2 separate regions of the Rattus norvegicus genome follow, and region 2 is linked to region 1. Evidence: chromatin contacts called from public Hi-C data. All regions are on one chromosome and are shown on one strand. The core of a region is the stretch at or near the end of the contact, and the rest is flanking DNA. Distances in the headings are between cores, read along the strand shown. Region 1 holds the start of Nrp2 (neuropilin 2). Region 2 has its middle 140 kb from the start of Ino80d.

Region 1 (4,905 bases), core at 629-3,128:
CATATACAACAAACCACACACATACATAATTTACGCAGCATTCAGGTCCGTGGGAGGTAATTTAATTTCTATTCAAGCTGGGAATTCAGAATAAAGGCAAGATGGAATGCTAGGCCCAGAAATTTTCCCCAGGAAGGACCTGCACCCAACCCTTCCTTGGTTCATGCTTTGCAGTTGCCAGTAGGACCAGTTACCGCAGAGAGGGAGCTGCAAAGGCTTGTTGGATTTGGGTCTCAACAGCATTGCCCACTCTGCCAAATCCCCAAAGATGGCAAAAAATAAAACCCATATATGTCCCACGTAAAATGGGTGTAGGTGTGTGTTGGGGAAGGAACAAGAAGCTTGGTAGCCGCTAAGCTTTCTCCTCAGGACCCGCTAAGCACGGTGCGGAGCGCCAGGGTGGCTGTGAGGAAGGAGACCCACCACCGCGGCTGGCTGTCTCCGCCAAGTGCCTCGAGGTAATAGAGTTTTTGTCTCTATCTTTCCTCCCTCCTTCTCTTATCCCCCATTTCCTTGGTAGATGGTTTCCCATCCCAGTCACCTGTAGGAGCAAACGCTAAGAGTTTTTTCAGGTTCCAGACACTGTCTTAGAGCGGAGGGAAACACCCCCAGAAGCAGTTCCAGAGTGGAAGAACCGCATTCCCAGAGACCTGTTTTCAGAGAAGTATCCCCTGTCGCACTCCACAAGAGCTGGCCCTGGCCTCTCCTAGGCCCTGCTGTGCTTATCTCTGCAGCCTGTGTCCACACACCCTTTTTGGCAGTGTTTGAGAACAAATTCCACTCAAAACTTTCTAACCACTTCACATGAGGAGACTGTCGAGGGTCATGCAGTTTGTTTTATCTTTTAAGAAAAAAAATTTAAAGAACATGATTTGCTTTCCCAGAAAACACACAGATTCACGAGAGAGCGGGGACTATCAACTGCCCACGGGAAAGCTTCCATTTCAGCCACAAGCTGGCTCGCTCCACTAGCTTCAACCCTACAGTTCTGAGATGTATCCTCCCATTCTGCAAAGAATCCACACATCTGAAAAGCAAAGCTAGACTCTAGCTTTTTTTCCCAAGCCCTTCAGCTAACATTGCTCAATGTAGCTAAGCAGAGGGAATGTAAGTGATTTATATTTCACTGGCTAGGTTGAGGAAACTCAAGGGAGATGTGTTCTGCTTCAAGACAGGGAGGAAAAAAAATCCCCAAAACTGTAATGCAAAGGCTTTGTAGTATTTTTAAACCTTTGATTCAGTCCATATGTGACATCTGAACACCGCCAAATTCTGTTACAAAACACACACACACACACACACACACACACACACACACACACACACACACACTCCCTTAGCAAGAGAGAAAAGTTGGGTTTAGCAGCCCTGGTGGTATAAAGAAGGCCACGGAGATCTCCCTTTAAATTATTGAGTATTGAGGGAGCCTCCTCCTGAGCGGTTCTGAGTGGCTTCTCCGCATTAGCAGTCGCCCTTAAAGGGGGAACCATGTAAAAATGAATAGAAAAACTTTGAAGGGCTTACCTTGCTGGCTTCTCACTTTGTGTCCCGAAAAGTACAGAGCTAAGAAAATCCAGGTGAGAGGAAACATATCCATTTTTGACAGAGAGGCTCTCTCCAGGGCTAGGTTGGTGGGATCTCGTATAATTATGTCTTTGTGTTTTTCCTCTCTAATTTTCTTCCTTGTGGTGTCTTCTGCAAAGGTCTCTAATGATCAGCGTTTTCCTCCTGCGTCCTGGAGGTCCGTCTGCCTTCACCTTTATTCTTGCTGGAATATCTCCACCTCACTAAGAGATAGCCCCTGAAATCAGCAAAGAGGGAGCAAGCTGGGGAAGCGGAGACCAGTTTCCTCTTCAAACCCAAACGCGTGTATGGTCTCTTCAGTTCCTCAAAGTGTCATTTCCTTTATCCTACAACATCACGAGGGTTTCCCGAAAGCTAAGCGCAAAATAATAGTAATAATAATAATAACCAAAGCCAAGAATTGCCCTGGGCATCACACGGCCCCTAAGCAGCTGTGTGATCTCAGAAGCGCAAACTGACACAGGTCTGCCGGCACCCAGGACACACGCGGGCAGAGGTACCGACCGCTGGACAGGCGGAGTGGTAGGCAGTCAGGCGCCCGGCTCTTAGTCTTCTCCGGGTTCCCCTAAGCGGGAGCCTTCCCCAGCGGCTACACCCGCTTGGCCAGTCTCTGGAGGGGAGAGCGAGGCAGGAAGCTGCTGTGGCCGGTGCTGCTGGTGCTGCTGCGGGTGCGGCGGCGGCGGCGGCGGCTGAGATCGCCCGCGAGTGTGCGAGCGGCTCTCCGAGTTCGCTGGCGCCCGCCCTCACCTCCACCTCGCCCAGCGCCGGGCCGAGTGTCTGTGCTTCTGAGGATGTGCCGGGGGCGGGCTGCGGGCTGGTGCCTCGCTCGCCTCCTCTGTCTCCCCTCCGGCTCCCCCCTCGCCTTTTCAGGCCGAGCAGCATGTGGATGTCAGAGCCGCGGCAGAGCGATCCGATTACGCGCCCGCTCAGGGCCCGCCCCTTCTGTGTTCCTGATTAAAGAGGCAGCCGCGGAGACGCGCGGCGCAGAGCCGAAGACCGCGGCACCCAGCTCGGGCGGGGCGGCGGTGGCTCTCAACCCTGCGACCGCGCGATCAAAGTTAAGGTGCCACACCACCCTGCCGCCCCTATCCCAGTCCGCACCTCCCTCCTGCCCCGCGCAGCTCCATGCCGGGCTGCGGGTGTGTCTGTCACACCCGGAGCAAGGAGCGCCCTCCCTTCAGGGCGCGCTGCTCTTGCCGCAGGGAAACTCCGAGGAGCCCGGGAAATTCTTGTTCCCCACCAAATTCCGAGACTCGGAAGCCACACACTCAGAATCCAACACAATGCCACCTGCCATGGCGTTACGGGAGTTGGGTGGCGGACTGTGTTTGGCGTAGGGAGCCAGTCAAGGGCTCAGCCCTGTGTTCTCAGAGGCAGCAATGCGTGGCGGCGACACACACACAGGCAACCTTAGCTTTCCTTGAAGCAAACCTCTAGTGTTTCTTGGGTTTACTTCTCAGATCCTTTGTTGTGTCCGGAACAGGCTCCTCTGTGGTCTGGGTTAGGATTTACTTCAACCTGCGCCCTTAACTTATAACTATCTTTAAACGAGGAACGATTTTATTGAATAAAGAATTTCCCCAGGCAATTAAATTGTCCCCTGGCCACCCAATACACCTTCAAGCTTCCGCACATAGTACAGGTACAGGAAGGCCTCTTGGAATGCTACTGTAACTACTTCTGTTCATGTTTCCTCAAGGAAAGTGGTCACAATGTTGACAGAAAGAGAATAGCATTATGCTACCTATTTTTAAGTGGAGACATGAAAACTGTTTCAAGGTGCTGTAAGCTAACAGTCCCGGGAACACTTGTATCTTTGTTTCTGAGGGTGGTTGGATGATCCCCAGCTGTCATATTCACCAGGCACCGTTGCTTTACCATGATCAAGATTCAATACAACACGCCTGGCAAACTTTTCAATCCCTCTCCTAGCAGTCTGCAGATTAAGAAACAAGTTTGGGTGACAAAGGACATGCACATCTAACTATCCATTTTTTTTTCCCTTGGAGTGGACTTATGGGTTCTGGGTCGTTTCTTTTCTTATCTGGACTTGCCATTAGCTTTGTTTATCACAGTCAGTGTTTGGAAAAAAAATCTGTAACTCTCACTTAACTGTTATTTACATGGAGATAAACCCAAACAAAATTGAATCAGAAGTGATTTGCAACTAGTTAAATGAAGACATAGAGGGGTTTTACAGTGGAAGTCCAGAGGCTGGATGTCACGTGGTTAATCTTACTGCTTGGCTGAAAAGGTCAGGAGTCAGAGGCCCCCTGAGTTCTTCCAGAGGGCAACACACACACACACACACACACACGCGCGCGCACACACACACACCACCTCAAAAACTCTTAGGGGCTAGTTTTGATTTCCTTTATCCTTCCTTACCCTTCCCTGTTTTTTTGTTTTTTTTTTTTCTGTTCCTAGGCTTAAGAGAAAACCGCTATCACTAAAGCTCCAGTGTTACAATTGTCTTAACGTCCAATAGTAAAGAATGATCTCCCAGTCCCAAATATTTGATGAAGGAAGAGGGGAAGTCTGGATTTTGGGCCTTAAACTCAAATCCTGGTTTGTGTTGTTAAGAAAACACTAATCCAAGGACAAACAGCGCTATCTGCATTAGCAGGGCCTGCAAGGAAAGAGTTACTTAGTTTCACAACCCCACTGCTCTTCAGGCTACCAAACCGTTCCAATTTGGACTAGAGCTAGACACAGCAGCTTTCTGAGTACACTACAGACAGGGTTTAGGCGAGGACAGAGAGAAGACAGGAGAGAGTGAGAAGGAAACCCAAAGCCCATTGGGAAACCCTAAGGATGACAACCCGGAACTGCTGGGCCTGGGGCCTCAGACTTGAGGGTCCCCATCTGGCTACTTCCTGGGTTCTCCTTGCTTCTGGGAAAAGCCACAGTAAGATCCAGTGTTCTGTTCCTGGATTCTGCTTCCGGCATCATGAACTTCATTCTTTCAGAGGTGTTCTAAAGGGGGCGCCAACTTGCTTCTTGGGAGTCTCTGTCTCTGTCTTGCAGAACTTCACTGCAGTCAGCTGAAGGCTTCAGGTACTGCAGATGGCCTGAGGGAGGGAGAACCCCTGGGGACTCAAAACGGCCAGAGCTTTCCCAGTCCTCTAGGGGGCAGCACTCAATAAATAATGCCGATGCCACCAAAGGCTCTATATGTGCTGGGGAGCTCCTGCCATCTCAGAGGACTTCAGCAGACCAGGGGAAATTCAACAGCAGGCTAGAGCCCACCCTGAACAATATCTCACTGGCCTCCGGAGCGCTTAGAATTGCTTTCGCCTAGGACTTTCAAGGATTCTTCAG
Region 2 (4,905 bases), core at 714-3,213, 230 kb before region 1:
TAGACGTGTTTTGTACACAGATACTGTCTCTGAACGGTTGCTCCGATCTAAGGAGGCTATGCTTTAGCACTGGCCCTGGTGAGTCTGCGTGATAGGACAGCATTCAACACTTCTAGTTTTGAAATAAATGCTTTCGGTTTTTCACAACTTCTTAGCCCTTTCTCTTCCATTCTCTCAGTCCACATTTATCACATCAATAAACATTTACTGAGCATTTCCTTAAGTACCAGGTATCTATGCAGGCCCTGGGAGAAGAGTGGTAAAACAAAACAGAAGTCCCAACCTTGCCTTGGTGGGAGGGAAGTTGTGCAGCAAGCGAGACTAGTTCAAATCTCTGTGGCTGCTCTAATGAACAAGGCGGAGGTGGAGTGAAACCAAGGGAACTGAAATGGTGCTGAGGGCGCGAAGGCACTCCCCACCAAGCCTGAGGGTCTAAGCTTGATTCTTCGACCCCCATATGCTGGGAAGTGAGAGCCAGCTTCTGTCAGACCTCCACAAGTACCCCCAACCCCGATAGAGAGCTAAACAAACAAATATAAACTAAGTTAAATGAAAGGCGTGTGACAGAAGAAGTTGATAGGTGGCTCAGAAAGAGGAGCTGGTCCCTGAGATCAGGGAAACTTTCCTAGATTAAAGGACACTGCGAGACCCAGGCCCTGGCGTGGAGCCTCACTTGCTGTGGGCACTCAGATGGCTCTCTGCATCCCTTGCTTATTTTTTCTGGGTCCCAACTGGAAATGAAGTAGAGATAATCCCAGTTCACGTGGGCCTTGTGCTGCTGACCTACAGGGTAAGGCTTTGTAGGAGCCATGTGGAAATGGCCTCGATTCCCTCTACCCTTGCCTAGCTGTCTACTCCGGATTAATGAAATTTCTCCGAGGCTCCCTCTCTACATCTGTGAACAGCACGCCTTTCTGTATACAGGGCACCACCTGTTTTTAGCACCGAAGTTCTGGGCGTGAGGACTATTTTAGATACCTTGCGTTTACCAAAGAGTCTGGCACTTCCTGGTTGCCTCAGACCCGATGCCATTCTGCTAAGGGAGGTTACCTGCACTGTGATGTAGGACCAAGGGAATGTGCCCCTGGCTTTTATGTCCGCGTGCTTGGTTACTGCAGAACAAGGCCGGCTACAGGCATTTGGGCCGTTGAGATGTGTGGAAACAAGTCTCCCTTGACAGAAACAGTCAGTTTAATGAGTAGAATTAAAAATGCAAATGACGGGCTCAACTGTGGTATAATTAAACCACTGGAACAGCTCCCTCAGACACAGGCTCCCATGCCCTGTGTGTGGGGCTGGGTCCTGTTTATGTCTAGGCAGGTAGCTGGAGGCCCCTTCTTGCCTTGGGCTTGCTATGTGGGGGACCTACTTCACCTACCCACCTCCTTCTCGGGGGGCTATGGAACCTAATGAGGGATGCTTTGAGGTTCCCTGATGAAAGATGCTATAAAGTATAAAGTCCTATCATTAGGAAAGCCACATATTGGCATTTGTAACCCACCAGCACCAAAGAGAAACCTAACAGCCTCTCAGGCTGTTCATCAAGTGCCGACAGCTCCTCTCTCGGCACAGGTGAAGCCGTAATGAGTAGAAACTGAACGTGTATTCAAGGTATTTTAAAAAAGTCGATAACACACAGTCATACTTCCCCTTTGGCTCTCCTGGCTTGTGCTTGTAAACCCCCTCAGCCCCAGCTCCCTGGGGTGGGGGGTGGGGAATACGGGTTGGGTGTGCGCAAGGTGCAAGCTCAGAGCGCAGGCAAGGAAAGTGCTTGGTGGATGTGCTTGAGTTACCATGGCGACCCAGGGACAATGCTCTTGGGCACGCAGACCCCATGTTTGCAGCATTATGCTTCAGAAGGGGATTTAGAGATGCAGAACAAAACATAATAAAGAAGCATCAAGCCTAATAAGACTTGGGACTGAAAGAAAGCCAGGGACTTCTGTTTAGACACCACAGCGTTCTCGCGTTGTGGGTCTGGGAAGTGATCCAAGACTGAGCCTTGTTCATTATACCTCCCAGGCCGCAGGCATTCAGAAGGGCTTTCTGCATTGAAATTGCAACTTTCCCCTCACCTGGCTGCAAAGAGAACCCACTGAGTTTAGAACAGTAAGCAAAGGAAGAGATTTTCTCATTTAAACAACATCCCTTTGTACCTGGTCGATAAGATACAAGGGGAAAAAAATAAATTAAAAAAAAAAATCCCAGCTTGAATATTGAGCAAGTTGCCAAAATTGAGCCTGGAACAATCCTGTGGTGTCTTTATTGGGTAACACGAATACCATTTTTGGATATGGCCTCATTCATCAAAGCCGCGGATGCTCCAAGAGTTCTGATGGAAAGAAAATAGCAAGAAACAGCTTTCATCATTTACATAATTAAAAAAATTGCTGGAGTCTTTTGTTTGGTGCCTCTGGTCACAGACAGCTGACACCTGCTTTTGGGTACATGTGGTACTCTCTAACACTTTCCTTTTGTTAGGGAGGAGTGGGCCCTGCATCCTGAGCCTGAGAGAGCAACTTGAAGAGTTACAACTCATTGAGAAACATACAGGGGAGAGGCAAGTGGTTTGGCTCCAACACAGCCTGCTGGAGCCCCTCTGCGGTCACTGACTTGCTACATGAAACTGATTGAGTCGAGGAAGCGTAGCGGACTGCTCCTCGAATAAGGCTGGGATGCCACTCAGCTGGTTTTTTGAGAAGGGGATCTGGTTTTGTCTCTGCAGCTACATCATAGTGCACACAGAGGAGTCATGATATAGGTATTTTGTGAATGTATGAATTCCTGTTTCCTCGTGGTTCAGTTAGATTCTGTCCCTGCTGATCAAAGGAAGTCATTTCACACTCTCTTTTCGGAGGCCAACGGAATGGGGCGACATCATTCAAGGCTTCACTGGGAGCCCCTCCATGCTGATGCAAATGGGGCAATTTTATCGTGACCTCAGGATCAATATCTGGGTGTTGAGTTCCCTTTTGGAGATCTCATCCTTGACCTTGGTTCATATGGCAGATGCTGATGGAGCTCCGTTTTGGGGGTAATCAGAGTGAGAGACAGATTTTCAATGTATCCCTCCCCAGCAGTGGCCCCCCAGTTCTCTGACTCTAAGGGCCCTGCCCCAGACTTCTACCTTTATATTGACTGACAGGAAGTAAATCTCCAGCCTGGTGGTTTGCAAATGCTTGGTGATGATTTATGTATGCCTGCTTCTCTTGTGGCTCCAATAGAGGGAGTGGGGCCACACCCAGTGTGTGGCCATGTGCAACTGGCTCCAGGTGCAGTTGTGTGGTTTAGCAAGGTTTCCGTAGCATGTCCAGTCACGAGCCACTGCTTCAGCCTGTCCTGGACTGAGAAGACACAGGAGGAGGATGCCAGCTTCACTAAGTTTATCATCTTGTGAACCAAGGGAGAGATGCTAGTTAGTGAGAGCTGTTGAGAGCCACTGAAACTCTGGGATTGCCTGTTGTCACAGCAACCAAGTAACAATAGGATGAATGGTACCTAATCACCATAACGTGGTATTGGTGTGTAGAAGGCAGTGGTGGTTCAGAGCAGTTGGATTGATGAATGAGTAGATGACCAGGCAAGACCACACTGATTGTCTCATTCTCTTTCCTCCTCCTCCTCCTCCTCCTCCTCCTCCACCTCCTCCTCCTCCTCCTCCACCTCCTCCTCCTCCTCTCCCTCCTCCTCCTCTTCCTCTTCCTCCTTCTCCTCCTCCTCCTCTTCCTCCTTCTCCTCCTCCTCTTCTTCCTCTTCCTTCTCTTCCTCTTCCTCCTCTTCCTCCTCTTCCTCCTCTTCCTCCTCTTCCTCCTCCTCCTCCCCCTCCTCCTCCTCTTCCTTCTCCCTCCTGTTTCCTAACCCTCTTCTCCTTTTTAAAGTTTGATGCTGTGCACGGTAGCACATGTCCTCCTCTTCTTCCTCTTCCTTCTCTTCCTCTTCCTCCTCTTCCTCCTCTTCTTCCTCTTCCTCCTCCTCCTCCTCCTCCTCCCCCTCCTCCTCCTCTTCCTTCTTCCTCCTGTTTCCTAACCCTCTTCTCCTTTTTAAAGTTTGATGCTGTGCACGGTAGCACATGTCTTTAGCTCCAGCACTCAGGATCTTTATGAGTTTGAGGCCAGCCTGGTCTACAGAGTGATAGGATAGCCAGGGCTACAAAAAGAGACCCTGTCACAAAACATACAAACAAAAAAACCATGCATGCATACAAACATACACATATACATGCATACACACATACATACATACACACACATACATGCATATACAAACAAGTTTTTGAACCATGCTTGGTGTCCCATCTCAAATGAGTAGCTTCCTATCTATAACCTGACTTTATCTCAGAGTTTCTAACCCACTAGGTTAAGAATCACTATTCTAGAATAATGTTTCTCCTTCAGATTTCTTGCAGTTTGGAGGAGGACCATAGCTCTGCTGTACTGGATACCGAGGCTTTCCTCTCTCATGCACTGTTTGTGTGAACTTCCATCTGGCCTTTAGCTGCTCCAAGCCTCCTGCTCACTTAAAAAATGGCTACACACATTTACATACAGGGCTACCCGGAGCTGTAAGCTATGGTGGAGTCACTTTCTAACACAAATTGCCACAGATCTTGGAGCAACTAACTTAAGGTTGCTAACACCTTAGAACCCTGCTGTCAGTCTCCCTTCTTGGTGAGTCCCAACCTGGCAGCCGGATGTTCCCACACAGACCTGTTTGAACCGGATGTTCCCACACAGACCTGTTTGAACAGTGCATCCAACAAGCTCGAAGCTCTTCTGGCCAGGGCATGGCTTCCATCTCAAAAGAAAGCTGACTCAAAATCTAATGTCTCAAGGACATGGCCCATTTGGGCTTTCTTGCCAGCAGAGGTCCTGCAGGCTGACAAGTGGTGGTTCTCTCTGTTCCTGC

Evidence for each region. A called contact is a pair of places that touch in the nucleus more often than the background predicts.
Region 2: a Hi-C map of frontal cortex shows a contact between it and region 1, with 1.8 times the contacts expected there. The contact joins the enhancer-like site here to the promoter of Nrp2 in region 1. A contact is called at or near these places in 2 of 12 Hi-C or Micro-C datasets (frontal cortex and hepatocytes).

The regions. Positions count from the first base shown.
Region 1 is chr9:71,614,227-71,619,131 of GRCr8, reverse strand. Nrp2 (neuropilin 2) reads right to left here and starts at 1,878. Exons shown (of 17, transcript NM_030869.4): 1 at 1,525-1,878. The coding sequence starts at 1,597.
Region 2 is chr9:71,842,404-71,847,308 of GRCr8, reverse strand. No RefSeq gene overlaps it. Among named protein-coding and RNA genes, the nearest start is that of Ino80d, 140 kb to the left of the region's middle. Within about 2 kb of position 1,963, at least 18 of the 93 cell types and tissues checked have an H3K27ac peak or open chromatin away from gene starts, as enhancers often do.